3 separate regions of the Mus musculus genome follow, and all the other regions are linked to region 1. Evidence: chromatin contacts called from public HiChIP or PLAC-seq and promoter capture Hi-C data. All regions are on one chromosome and are shown on one strand. The core of a region is the stretch at or near the end of the contact, and the rest is flanking DNA. Distances in the headings are between cores, read along the strand shown. Region 1 holds the start of Cenpo (centromere protein O). Region 2 overlaps Fam228a (family with sequence similarity 228, member A). Region 3 holds the start of Pomc (pro-opiomelanocortin-alpha).

Evidence for each region. Promoter capture Hi-C pulls out the DNA fragments that hold promoters and counts their contacts. HiChIP or PLAC-seq counts read pairs in DNA pulled down with a chosen protein or histone mark.
Region 2: an H3K27ac HiChIP or PLAC-seq map of extraembryonic endoderm stem cells shows a contact between it and region 1, with 5 times the contacts expected there. The contact joins the enhancer-like site here to the promoter of Cenpo in region 1. A contact is called at or near these places in 1 of 484 Hi-C or Micro-C datasets (the G1E-ER4 cell line), 4 of 115 datasets of contacts at active chromatin or transcription factors (bone marrow-derived macrophages, extraembryonic endoderm stem cells, hepatocytes and 1 more) and 1 of 9 other capture datasets (liver).
Region 3: a contact with region 1 is called in a promoter capture Hi-C map of pre-B cells. The contact joins the promoter of Pomc here to the promoter of Cenpo in region 1. A contact is called at or near these places in 11 of 39 promoter capture datasets (the 3T3-L1 cell line, cranial neural crest, embryonic stem cells and 8 more), 1 of 484 Hi-C or Micro-C datasets (embryonic stem cells), 5 of 115 datasets of contacts at active chromatin or transcription factors (bone marrow-derived macrophages, embryonic stem cells, extraembryonic endoderm stem cells and 2 more) and 2 of 9 other capture datasets (adipose tissue and pancreatic islet).

The regions. Positions count from the first base shown.
Region 1 is chr12:4,232,068-4,235,568 of GRCm38.p6, reverse strand. Cenpo (centromere protein O) reads left to right here and starts at 1,604. Exons shown (of 7, transcript NM_134046.6): 1 at 1,604-1,817; 2 at 1,912-2,038. The coding sequence starts at 1,993. Ptrhd1 (peptidyl-tRNA hydrolase domain containing 1) reads right to left here and starts at 1,556. Exons shown (of 2, transcript NM_001204912.2): 1 at 1,291-1,556. The coding sequence starts at 1,542.
Region 2 is chr12:4,718,399-4,721,899 of GRCm38.p6, reverse strand. Fam228a (family with sequence similarity 228, member A) reads left to right here. Exons shown (of 8, transcript NM_029107.3): 7 at 3,182-3,323. Among named protein-coding and RNA genes, the nearest start is that of Fam228a, 18 kb to the left of the region's middle. Within about 2 kb of position 1,814, at least 39 of the 459 cell types and tissues checked have an H3K27ac peak or open chromatin away from gene starts, as enhancers often do. A contact at or near this core is called in the G1E-ER4 cell line and extraembryonic endoderm stem cells, where this site is marked.
Region 3 is chr12:3,953,166-3,956,666 of GRCm38.p6, reverse strand. It overlaps Pomc (pro-opiomelanocortin-alpha), which reads right to left and starts at 1,722. Exons shown (of 3, transcript NM_001278584.1): 1 at 1,621-1,722. RefSeq lists a cis regulatory region at 1,889-1,900 and promoters at 1,635-2,146, 1,748-2,220.

The DNA.
Region 1 (3,501 bases), core at 355-2,854:
TGGTGGCATATGCCTTTACCCAATGAGCCATCTCACCAACCCTTTTCATCTACCCTATTATATGCTTTTTGGTCAGCAGAATAGGATCTAAGGCCAACAGGATCTTGACCTGGATACAAATACAACTTTTTTAAATTCCAGGAGATCTAGGAGAAGGCTTTCTGGTAAAGAATATCATATGGTCCTAACCCTTAAGAGTTAGTCCAGGAGCTGAGGAGATGCTCCGTGTCCAGAGGACCAGAGTTCAGTTCCTAGAACCCACAGTGGGATGTTCTCACTGCCTATAACTGCAGAAGAGCCTACATCCTACTCTGTCCTCCCATGTGCATACGTCCCACAGACACACACACCTACACGTCTGCACCCATGTGCATACGTCCCACAGACACACACACCTACACGTCTGCACCCATGTGCATATGTCCCACAGACACACACACCTACACAGAATTTAAGTAGATCTTTAAAAAAGGGTTAATCAAATGCGTATGTAAATCACCAAGATGGGAAAGGACCCCTCAGAAAGTTGAACACAGATGTAGGTTGGCACGTTGGTCCCTTTGGCCATTGTTCCTCCACTCTCACCCCTTTGCCAGTGTTTTCCTGGATAAAGATTTCTCTAGAGAAGCAGGTGCTATGTAAATGTCAGTTAGGAGACTTGAGACTCAGAGCTTCTGAAAAACATACTCCTTTTCCCCACTCACTGAGCATTTCTCCTTTTAAATAAACAGCCTCTATTTCTTACTAACAATATTAAGGCAGTGCTAATTTTAGGCCCAGCTTTTTTCTTTTTCTTTCTTTTTTTTTTTTTTTTTTTTTTTTTTTTTGAGACAGGGTTTCTCTGTATAGCCCTGGCTGTTCTGGAACTCACTTTGTAGCCCAGGCTGGCCTCGAACTCAGAAATCTGCCTGCCTCTGCCTCCCAAGTGCTGGGATTAAAGGCGTGCGCCACCTCGCCCGGCTAGGCCCAGTTTTAAAAGGCAGATTGGTGCACAGGCATAAGCGCCACGCTTTCCCCAGCTTCGTTCCCAGGGATCTAAGGGACACTGGAACAACCAATTTCTGGTGAACGCTGTGATAGCAGGGTCTGCGTCGGTTCTTCACAGTCATGCTCTGCCAAAGGGAAGGTTCACTGCGTAGCGCAGACCATTCCCAAACTCTTAGTGATCCCTCCTACAATCATGCCACACGTACTTCCGGAAGCTAAGGGTTGGGCCCAAGAGCAGATCTACTTCCGGCCTCGGCACCCCACCCCCGTTTAGGGTCCCTCCGGATACTCCCCACGCCTCACCTCGAGAACCACCTTGCGCATGCGCCCCAGCTCCCGGAGATAAGCTGCCGTGTGCGGATGGTCTCGATGAAGGTGCAAGGCTGCTGTGGCGGCGTGACAAGCCTGCGCTACCAGTGCGCCGGTGGGCCAGGAAAAGGGAGCCTGAGATAGATCCTTTCGTAATACTAAGTACTGTACAAGGATCTGTGGCTCCACCCCAGAGCATGCCATCTTCCTGATCATCAGACTGGCCGGACGTACCTTGCGGTGCATGCTGGGATTAGTGTGGAGCTGCTGGGCGCCACCATGTTCGTGTACGGCGGAAGCACAAAGCACTCTGGGATCAGTGGGTTACGTTGTTACTTCAGTTGCTCTCGGCGGGAATTCTTAAACTGCATCCTGAGTGAGGGAGCTTTGGCGAGAAAGCAAGACCCAGTGGTAGACAGATTAGCATTACTGTACAGCTTCTTTGGGTGTTCGAGGAAGCCCGGCTGGACCATAGTGGCCACGGCGGTGAGGTAGGCGTGGACAGGGCTGACCAGTCCAAGGTAAGGGACGCCAGCGGGGACACTTTGCTTATCCCGGGACTGTCAGGCAATAGTGGCAATAGATTGGTGATTGCGTGTCTTTTACTATTTACAGTTAAGGACGTTCGGGTCCATGTTAACCCTGCCTTGTACGTCCAGCATCGTAAGAAAAAACACTTGAGAACCCGAAGAGGAGATGGAGTCTGCAAATACTTTGTGTCCAGGCAGGAAGTGCAAAGGAGGTATTCAAAGGGGTTTGGCTTTCTCTGTACCACAGTGTTTCCAGACTTTATTGCAAAGGAAGGGACACTGTAAGGCAGTAACTTTGGCGATTAGATATGGATTTGATTCAGGGCTCTATCTTAGGAAATTTTGTGGCTTGGACACATTATAGTTCTGCCTCATTTTCTTTCTCCTTTAAACAAAACTTAATGTGAAAGCATCATGTGGGTTGAAATTGTTACTAAAAACTAAAAGTTTGATGACTTAATTGTTAAAAATATGTTGCAATCAAGTATAATCCATACCCTAGAACTAAATTACTATGTAATCCCAAATTTGCCAGTAACTTGCCCTTCTGTGTGTCAGCACACCTGGCTAAACAAGTGACGAGTGAAAGTTTGTGAATAATCATCAAACTTCGACAGGTCAATTATTCTCCAGTTCCCTTGTCATCTCCAATCCAAAAGATTGAAACATTTAGTTATGATTATGTTGGTTTTCTCTCTCTGCTTGGCAATTACCACTGCTTATCGTGTGAACTTGGAGAGGAACTAAATACAGCAGAGAGAAGGAACTGCTGTGCTCAGGCTCCAGAGGAAATAAAAGAAGTCAGGAGTCAGTAACGGGAAGAAAAGCAAGTGAAGGGCCAACATGCTGCCTACTGTGGCTCTCTCTTGATCTTATGCAAGTTGGTTTGTTTGTTTTTTAAAGGAGCTATACACTAGTAATTTGATGTCTAGCCTTGGCTGGATAGATGAATGAGCCAGGTCTGGGCTGTCCCAAGACAAATGAAGAAAGGATTTTTGTGAATGTATATTCTTGTGAACCCTGCAAAGTAAATATTGGATCTGCTTAAGGAAACTAGTTACATGAGGTGAAGCATTGGACTTCTCTAGGGAGGTTTCATCTGGGTTGTGGGAAAGCATGGAGAATCGGCCTTTCCCACCATAGATTTGTGCTTCTGTGATAAGCAGGCTTAGATGAAATGCTGCTGCCCACAAAGCAAGCAGTAGACAAATCAGGAGTCTCTTGTTCTTTTCAAGTGAGCGTACTAATTAGTGGGTGTTTTTACACCAGTGGCCAGCAGAGAGGTTAATGGTCTCTGGTTTGGTTATTTGGGCCTATGGCTTTATAAATTTATGGCAGACCAGTTGTGATGGTACATGTCTTTGATCCCAGCACTCTGGGTGGAAGCAGGTGGATCTCTGTGAGTTCAAGGACAGCCTGATCTACATAGTGAATTCTGGGCCAGTCGTGTAGGAAAGACCCTGTCTCAATAAACAGATAAATAAATAAATATGCCCTAGATATATGAGTTATCTATTGTGACGACTGTTTTTGGTTGTCAACTTGATGCAACCTGTGAAGAGGGAACCTCAATTGTTAAGGAATTAACTCATCAGATTGGTCTATGGGCAGTTTCTTTAGGGCGTTTTTTTTTTTTTTTTTATTGCTTCTTAATTGGAAGAGCACCTAACCCATT
Region 2 (3,501 bases), core at 565-3,064, 490 kb before region 1:
CCTTCCAGTCTTGGGGGATTACTCTATTTTTAATAGACCAAGAAGTCAGAATTTGTTTTACAAATGGAGAATGCATTCCAAAATTAGTGACACTTTCCTTAAATTTCCTCATCTAACACATCCACGAGTTGCCATTCGAATTCCTAATAACCCTGTGGATGATCATCATCTGGAAGTCTTGGTTGTATACTAACCGGATAAGCTAAAGTTTGTTTTCTAATAACCGTTTGTTGGTTTTCTCTAATTTTATCTTCTCTCTGAGAATTTTCCTTAACTGAGATTTTAAAATTCTCCCCTTAAGGTTTGTGTCCATGCTTCATATCTCTCTTTTTGCCGCTCCTCCCATTCTTTGAGTTCCTGTATTCTTTGCTCAAGGTTCTGCCTCCACATTTTAATTTTTTCTTTATTTTGTTATCCATTTTATTTTTGATTGATTAATTTTAAAAGGTTATTCTCCAAGTCTTGCTTCCAATTCTCATTATTTTCTCTCTGCTGCTCAGTCTGATCTGTGAGCTGTTGTCCTTTGTTCTAGCATCTTTTCTAGCTAGAACATTTTCATCTATCTGTCTCTTATTCTGATCTATAATTTCCTGTGTCTTCAACTCTAGTGTTTCCTCTAGGCCAGGTTGCCAAGTCTTAAATTTTTCTTTCTGTTGTTCATTTTGCTCTATAATTACCTGTATCTTCTGTTCTAGGCCCTCCTTCCACAATCTTAGCTTCTCTTTATGTTGTAATTCTGATATGGTGGCATCTGCCTTATGTTGATTTAGTAAATTATCCTCTAGACTTTGCTTCCAAATTTTATCTCTGTCTCCTTGCTGTTCAATTTGATGTGTGAATTGTTGAATCCTTTTTTCTAGTGTCTCTTCCAGCTCCTGTGGCCAACCTTTATTTTCTTCTTTCTGTTGCTTATCTTGACCTATAAAATCCAGAACCTTTAGTTCTAGTGTTCCCTGTAATCTTTTTATCTAGGTCCCTGTCCTTTGAGAAGACATAGTAGATCAAGAGGATAAATAGTTCAATAAATGACAAGGTGTCTATTTCCTTTAAATCCATCCCTGTCAAACCATTTAGAATATCATCCCTTAAAGCCCAAAAGGTATTTACTGTGTTTCTTATCTGTAACTATCGATGTATGATGCTTATTACCTCATCCAGAGCCCTTTGTACCTTTGTCTCCCTCTGTGTTCAATTCAGAGTCTGGCTGTCCATGTCCTTTGTAGATGCCGGGGATACGGGGAAGCAAACACAGAAAGGCTCTCTCAGGCGGGTGTAGATGCCCCAATCAGTTCACTGTGTCTGCCCAAGTCCAGTTCCAGGATGCAGTGCTGCCCCTGGTGGCAGCTGTCTACCTGGGGCTTGGGGAGAGAGCCTCTCTGCAGTTCTCTGTAGGCCCCTCAGACCCAGTCAGCTTTCAATCTACACACTGCTGCAGCCTAGATGGCTGCCCCAGCCTTGTATTAGGGGGGAGGGGGAGGGGCAGTGATCTTTTATCTCAGATTAGTTGAGTTCTAATCGACGCCATTTTGTTTCGGTAAATCTCCAACCTCAGTACTCCCAAGCAAGGAAAATGCAACTCAGTAGTATATTTATAAACTGCACATCCATATTGGGCAGATATGCCTCTACACCACTTTCCTTCCCATCTATGAAATCCCTGCTACTTGCAGTTTCTCCAGGCCATGCGCTTCTGCCCCATCTTCCTTCCAGCTCTCCCCTTCTGTCTTTGCAGACTCCTCAAACTCCTCCTCGGCTCTTCTTGTCTTGCCCGGGAAAACCCGCCTCCTCATTTTCTGCCCAGTGATTGGCTATTTTTCATCTTTCTCAGCCAATCAGATAATTAAGGGAAATTCCTCTACAGTACCGCCCCTCAACAAGCCGACCTAGAGAGTTGGGTGTTGTGGTAATTTCTTACCCTAATAAGCCCGTATAAAGAACATATAATCTAATTATTATATTTATAAGCTATACGTCTAGATCAGGCAGATCTATCACTATATTGATTTATTCCCCAGCTACGAGATCCCTCGTTTGTGTTTTGTCCAGGCCATGTGATTCTGTTCTATCTTCTTTCCTCCTCCTCTTCCTCTGTTCTCTGAGACTCCCTGTCCCACCTTTCCCCTCCACTGCCCGATCATAGGCCCTAGCCTTAATGTGACCGGTCAGAATGGGGGGAAGGGTCAGTGATGTCACCTGAGGGCATGATCTACTCCTGGGGCAGCTCCTCTTGAGGAAGTGGAATTAACATCAAATACAAACAGCAGCAGGGCAACCCACACCAGCAGGGCTGTGTCCTGTTTATCTTGATGTTTTCAGTGGCTAGAGGACAATGAACAAATTCTTATGAGATAGATAAGGGGGTGGGAAAGAGAAGGGTTATCTCCTCAGTAGGGATAGGCCGCGTCTCTCTGAGAGGACAAATCTTCTGGAGGGTGCCTCGTTTAACAAAGGAAAGAACTTGAGAGTGATTCACTAGACTAACCAGGAGCAGTGGATTGCAAAAAGCAGAATCTGTCTCAAGTGAAAAAGTGGAGAAGGCCCCTTATCTAATCATCGAGAAAGCCCAGCAGCTTGAGGACCGCGGCCCCTGTCCTCTCCTCCAGAGACCTTGCTTCTTACTGTCGCTTCTCCTTAACAAACGGCTTAGTTTCTGTTCTCTGCTTTGTGTATGTGCTGCCGGTGAATTGTGCATTCTCCCTAGCTTCCTGGTCTAAGGACCTACAGGCTGCCTGGTGGCATCTCTGTTCAAGCGTGGTCTCAGGATTGATGCGCCTCCTCAGCTGGAGAAAGGCGTGACTCACCTGTGGCACTTGACAGTTTGGAAGGATAAAGTTTGAAATCAAGTAGCTTCAATTGCTTTGGGCCTCTGATAGGGCAGCACAGTGCAGCAGGAGTTTCTGTAGGGTTAGACTGCTCAGGAAACAGGGAGAAAGGGGAAGGAAGAGAACAGAGTTCCACAGTCCCTTCACCCTCAGACTTCAGCAACTCTACTCTAACCTCATCCTTAAGGTCCACAGCATTCCCATGTGAACCGTTAGGGAACATTATCCTTAGCAGAGCAGATGGCCAGGCACCAGCGATGTCTAGCCAGACCTTTCTTTTCACAAAATGAATAGCATATTCATCGAATAACGTTTGAATGGTAGAATTGAGTTGAGATTTTCCCCCCCTCTTTTCTCAGTTCTGAAAAACCTGTCTTTACATTAAAGTCTCATCTGCCTAAGGAAGAGAAGACTGTCAGTCGAAGCCAGCTTGTTTTTGAAAGGCAGTTCAGAGCCTCAAGGCTCAGCCAGGATATCAAAGAGGCTGAAAAGAAGGGTCTGGTAAGCTGAGCTCTGGGAGTGGGGCTGGTTGGGCGAGGTTTGCAATACCCACTGTGCAGGGAGCACCAGTGCCAGTGTGGAGCCTGGCAGAGCCGTCCCTCACAGAAGAGACAGCAGACAAAGTGTGAAGTGAAAAGGTAGAGGTAGCAGGGAGCACTCACTGTGCTGTGAGATGGTG
Region 3 (3,501 bases), core at 473-2,972, 280 kb after region 1:
TTGGAAGTGAAAGTCTTCCTTCAAGAATCTCTTTCTCCTCTCTGCTCCACCCCTGCACCATTCTTCTAGAGCTGGTTTTTCCTGCAAGCTCTGAGTGTCTTTTTCAGAACAACCATTAGTAGGCGCTAGCAGTCATTGAACTATGTGGTCCGTACCTCAGCCTAGAAGCAACCTTGTTCACCATTGCTGGGGCTCAGGCTCAGACTGGAGCAAATTAGCTCAAAATGCTGAGATCACAAAATTCCCCCAGATAGGAAAGCATAAAAAATGATAAATAGCATGAAAACATATTAGTAAAGAAAAGTAAGATCATGCAAGTCCTCTCACTAAGTTTCCATTGTCCTGAAAGTTGTGTGACCATCTTTGAAGGAGCCACAGTTGAGATTTCAGGCCTTCAAAATTGTGCCTTCTCTTCCTAGCCCACCCACTGTGTGCTGAAATTCTTATGCCCCACTCCTAGAGCATTTTATTTGTATTTCTCCCTTTTCTTACAATGAAACAAATGTCTTATTTGTGCCTCTTTTTTTTTTTAATCAAAAGTATTGAGGGAAATGTCAAATGCTGTGCTTTTCATAGATAGGAGAGTGTCAGGTTCCAGTCATTAACATCTCTGGAAGACAGAAGGTTGTGGTTTATTCATTTTGACAGAACTGCGCTTATTAGGGCCCCAGAAAAGTCTCTGAACTCAGTAGAGCTTATATGTTCTGCTCTCAGAGTGACTGCGACAAGCTGTGTATAAATCTGAGAGGCACAGAGATGCGGCTTCATCCATACACAGTGCGTTTGCTTCAACTTCTATAAGACCCAAAGGAAACAATCTGCACTTACTTTATACATTGACAAACTTCTTTTCATTTTACTTAACTCCTTCCAGCCATTCTGTGAAAGCTTCCCATGATTTATACATGGAAAACTTGAGGGAATCTTTCTCTCCATTTGAAATGTCCTTTACCTGAGTATGGGTCCTTACAAATTGCTGCAACGCCCCCACAGTTTTATAAAGGCTTCCGAAAGTAGACGGAGTATTTCAGAACCTTGGACAGTTCCCTCCCACACCCTGTTTTTAAATCTGAGCTGGATCTTGAAGACAAGAACCTACTTACCGTCCTGTCCTATAACCCACGTAATTATCACAATGCAACCACCCCAGATCTGCTAAGATGCGCAGAGAAACGAGGGTTTGGACGTCTACAGCAACAACAAATGAACTCCACCATTAGGAGTTTATTGTGACTCGGCTTTCTCTCCCGCTATCTTTCCAACATGTTCAGTCTCCTGCCTTAAAGAAGATATACAAGTCCAAACAATCGGAAGGAGAAGCCTAAAGGGGAACTCTCCCAAAATCTCCCCAGGGGCCAGTCGGAGTCTAAGACAATCCTAAGCCTCCCAACACTTCATTCCTCCATGCGGACTCTGGGACCATCCCCAGATGGAGTCGCCAAACCACCTGCTCTCTGGAGCAGTCTGTCAACCCATCATCCGGGCTCAGCTCTCTCCCATCTCAGAAGTTTGAGAAGAGGTCAGGTCCGCTACAAACCAGAACGCCAGTCTGCTGAGGATCCCAAGGTCCGGGGTCAGAGCTCAGAGTAAGGGAGCTGTCCAGAGCTGAGACACCCTTACCTGTCGCGGAAAGGCAGCTCTCTGGGGACAAAGATGTTCAGTGGCCTCTCTTAGTCACTGCTCTTAACCTCTTTTCTCTTCCGTCGCCTCCCGTTTGGTCCCTGTCGCTCTTCTCTCTTCTTTTATACTTGCAGGGTTGGGTGGGTGAGCCTTGGACGTGACCTTCCTGGCAGCGCTTCTGCAGCGAAGGGGGGCGGCGGGCCTCGGGAGGGGGGCTTCCCGGTCCTGGCTGAGCGCAAGGCACATCTGCCTGGAAAGCGCGGAGGCTGGCGTTAGCACAGACCCGCTGAAGCGCACACCTGGCGCTGGTGGTTAGGAAGAACTTAATTAAGAATGGTGTTGAATCTCCACTTAGAACTGGACAGAGGCTTAGCGTCCCTGTGCGAGGCAGGCCTAGTTCTGAGATCTTGCAGATCGGAGTGGAATTACCTATGTGCGTCCATCTGCCTTCCTGGCATTTGGAGGTAAATATCACTAATGAGGAAGGGGATTTGTTATGTCGCAGATTTCCCCAATGATGGGAAAGTGTGATATCTTGTGAAACCAAAATCTCAGTTCCGTTTTGAGAAGGGAGACAACAGAGGCTGTCAAGAGTCACGGCCGCCCAAGGCAGGCTACCTTTTGGAGTGGGGTGTGTGCCTGCCTTGATTCCCCAATACTTATTTCAAGACAGGTGTCCTTCTGTGCCCAAACTCTAAGGGCAAGGTCATGCCAGCCTCAGACTATTAACCAAGAGGTGCAGCGCTCTGTGGTGGGCAATGGAAATGGAAGCCATCCCGGGGCTGAGCTGGCAGAATGGTCTGGGTGGGGATTGTCTGACAGCCCTCACCATGTGGCCAGGCCCAGGCATTCTGGCTTAGCTGTGAACTCACAGGCCAAAACAGAAGGAAGAACAGACCTGCAGTGGCATCTACCTGAGCCAGCACAAAGAGCAAAACTTGTGAAGAGAGCTGTGGCTGGCAGCAGGACCAGGCCTGTACCAGACCAGTCGGGGTGCCTGCCTAATCTACCAGCTGAAGGAACTTCACTCCCCAGTTAGACGCTGTTTGCTTGTCTATTTGCTTTGTTTTGTTTGGGGGATTCCAGGGCTCCTTTGAGAGTTCAGCTTTTCTGATTGGCATCCAAAAATCTTTTCCTTTTGTGCCATGAGAGAACACACCAAGCTCCCAAACAAGAGCAAGGAGTGTGTCACCTGGCTGTGGCCTCTTTCCGGAGTGACTTCCTGCTGTCCATCTTGTATCCTGGGTGTCACATACTCCCAACACTCATACTCCATGAGCACTACTTTCTGCCTCTACTTCCCTGAGTGTTTCCCGGAAGCTTAGCACCCTCTGTCCCTCCAGTGAGGTTACTCCCCATCATCTCCCAGTTCATATTAAGCCCCCTTTGGCTATTATTTCTGCCAGGAGCCTGAGAAATGATCTGTGTTCGGCAGGGAACCCCATTCTTGTCTCATCTGTATATGTAGCTTATTATACTTGAACTAATACACTTCTGTCTTCAACCTCCCATCCACCTCTGCCCTCACCGACATCAGGCTCACCAGCTCTCTAATTGTGGTGATTTTGTCTTTGTTTTCCTTTGCTTTATTGTTCTGTCTTTAGGGGGCTGCTTGCTACTGGCAGCCTCAAAGTCAAATCAAGGTAAGTTTGGGTTGGCCCATCATCTGGGCTCCTAATTATATATAGAAGAACTTGCTTTGGCCAATATGAACTGAAAAGCTTGAAAAGTTATTAAACAACATTAGGAAACACTGGTTGGGCTATAGGATGTAAAGGGGGAGGGCAGGAGACAGGGTGGCTGGACCCACGGCCAAAATCAGTAAAGAGAAAAGAAAACCAGGGCCTAGAGAGATGGCTCAGTGGTTAAGTGCACTGGCTG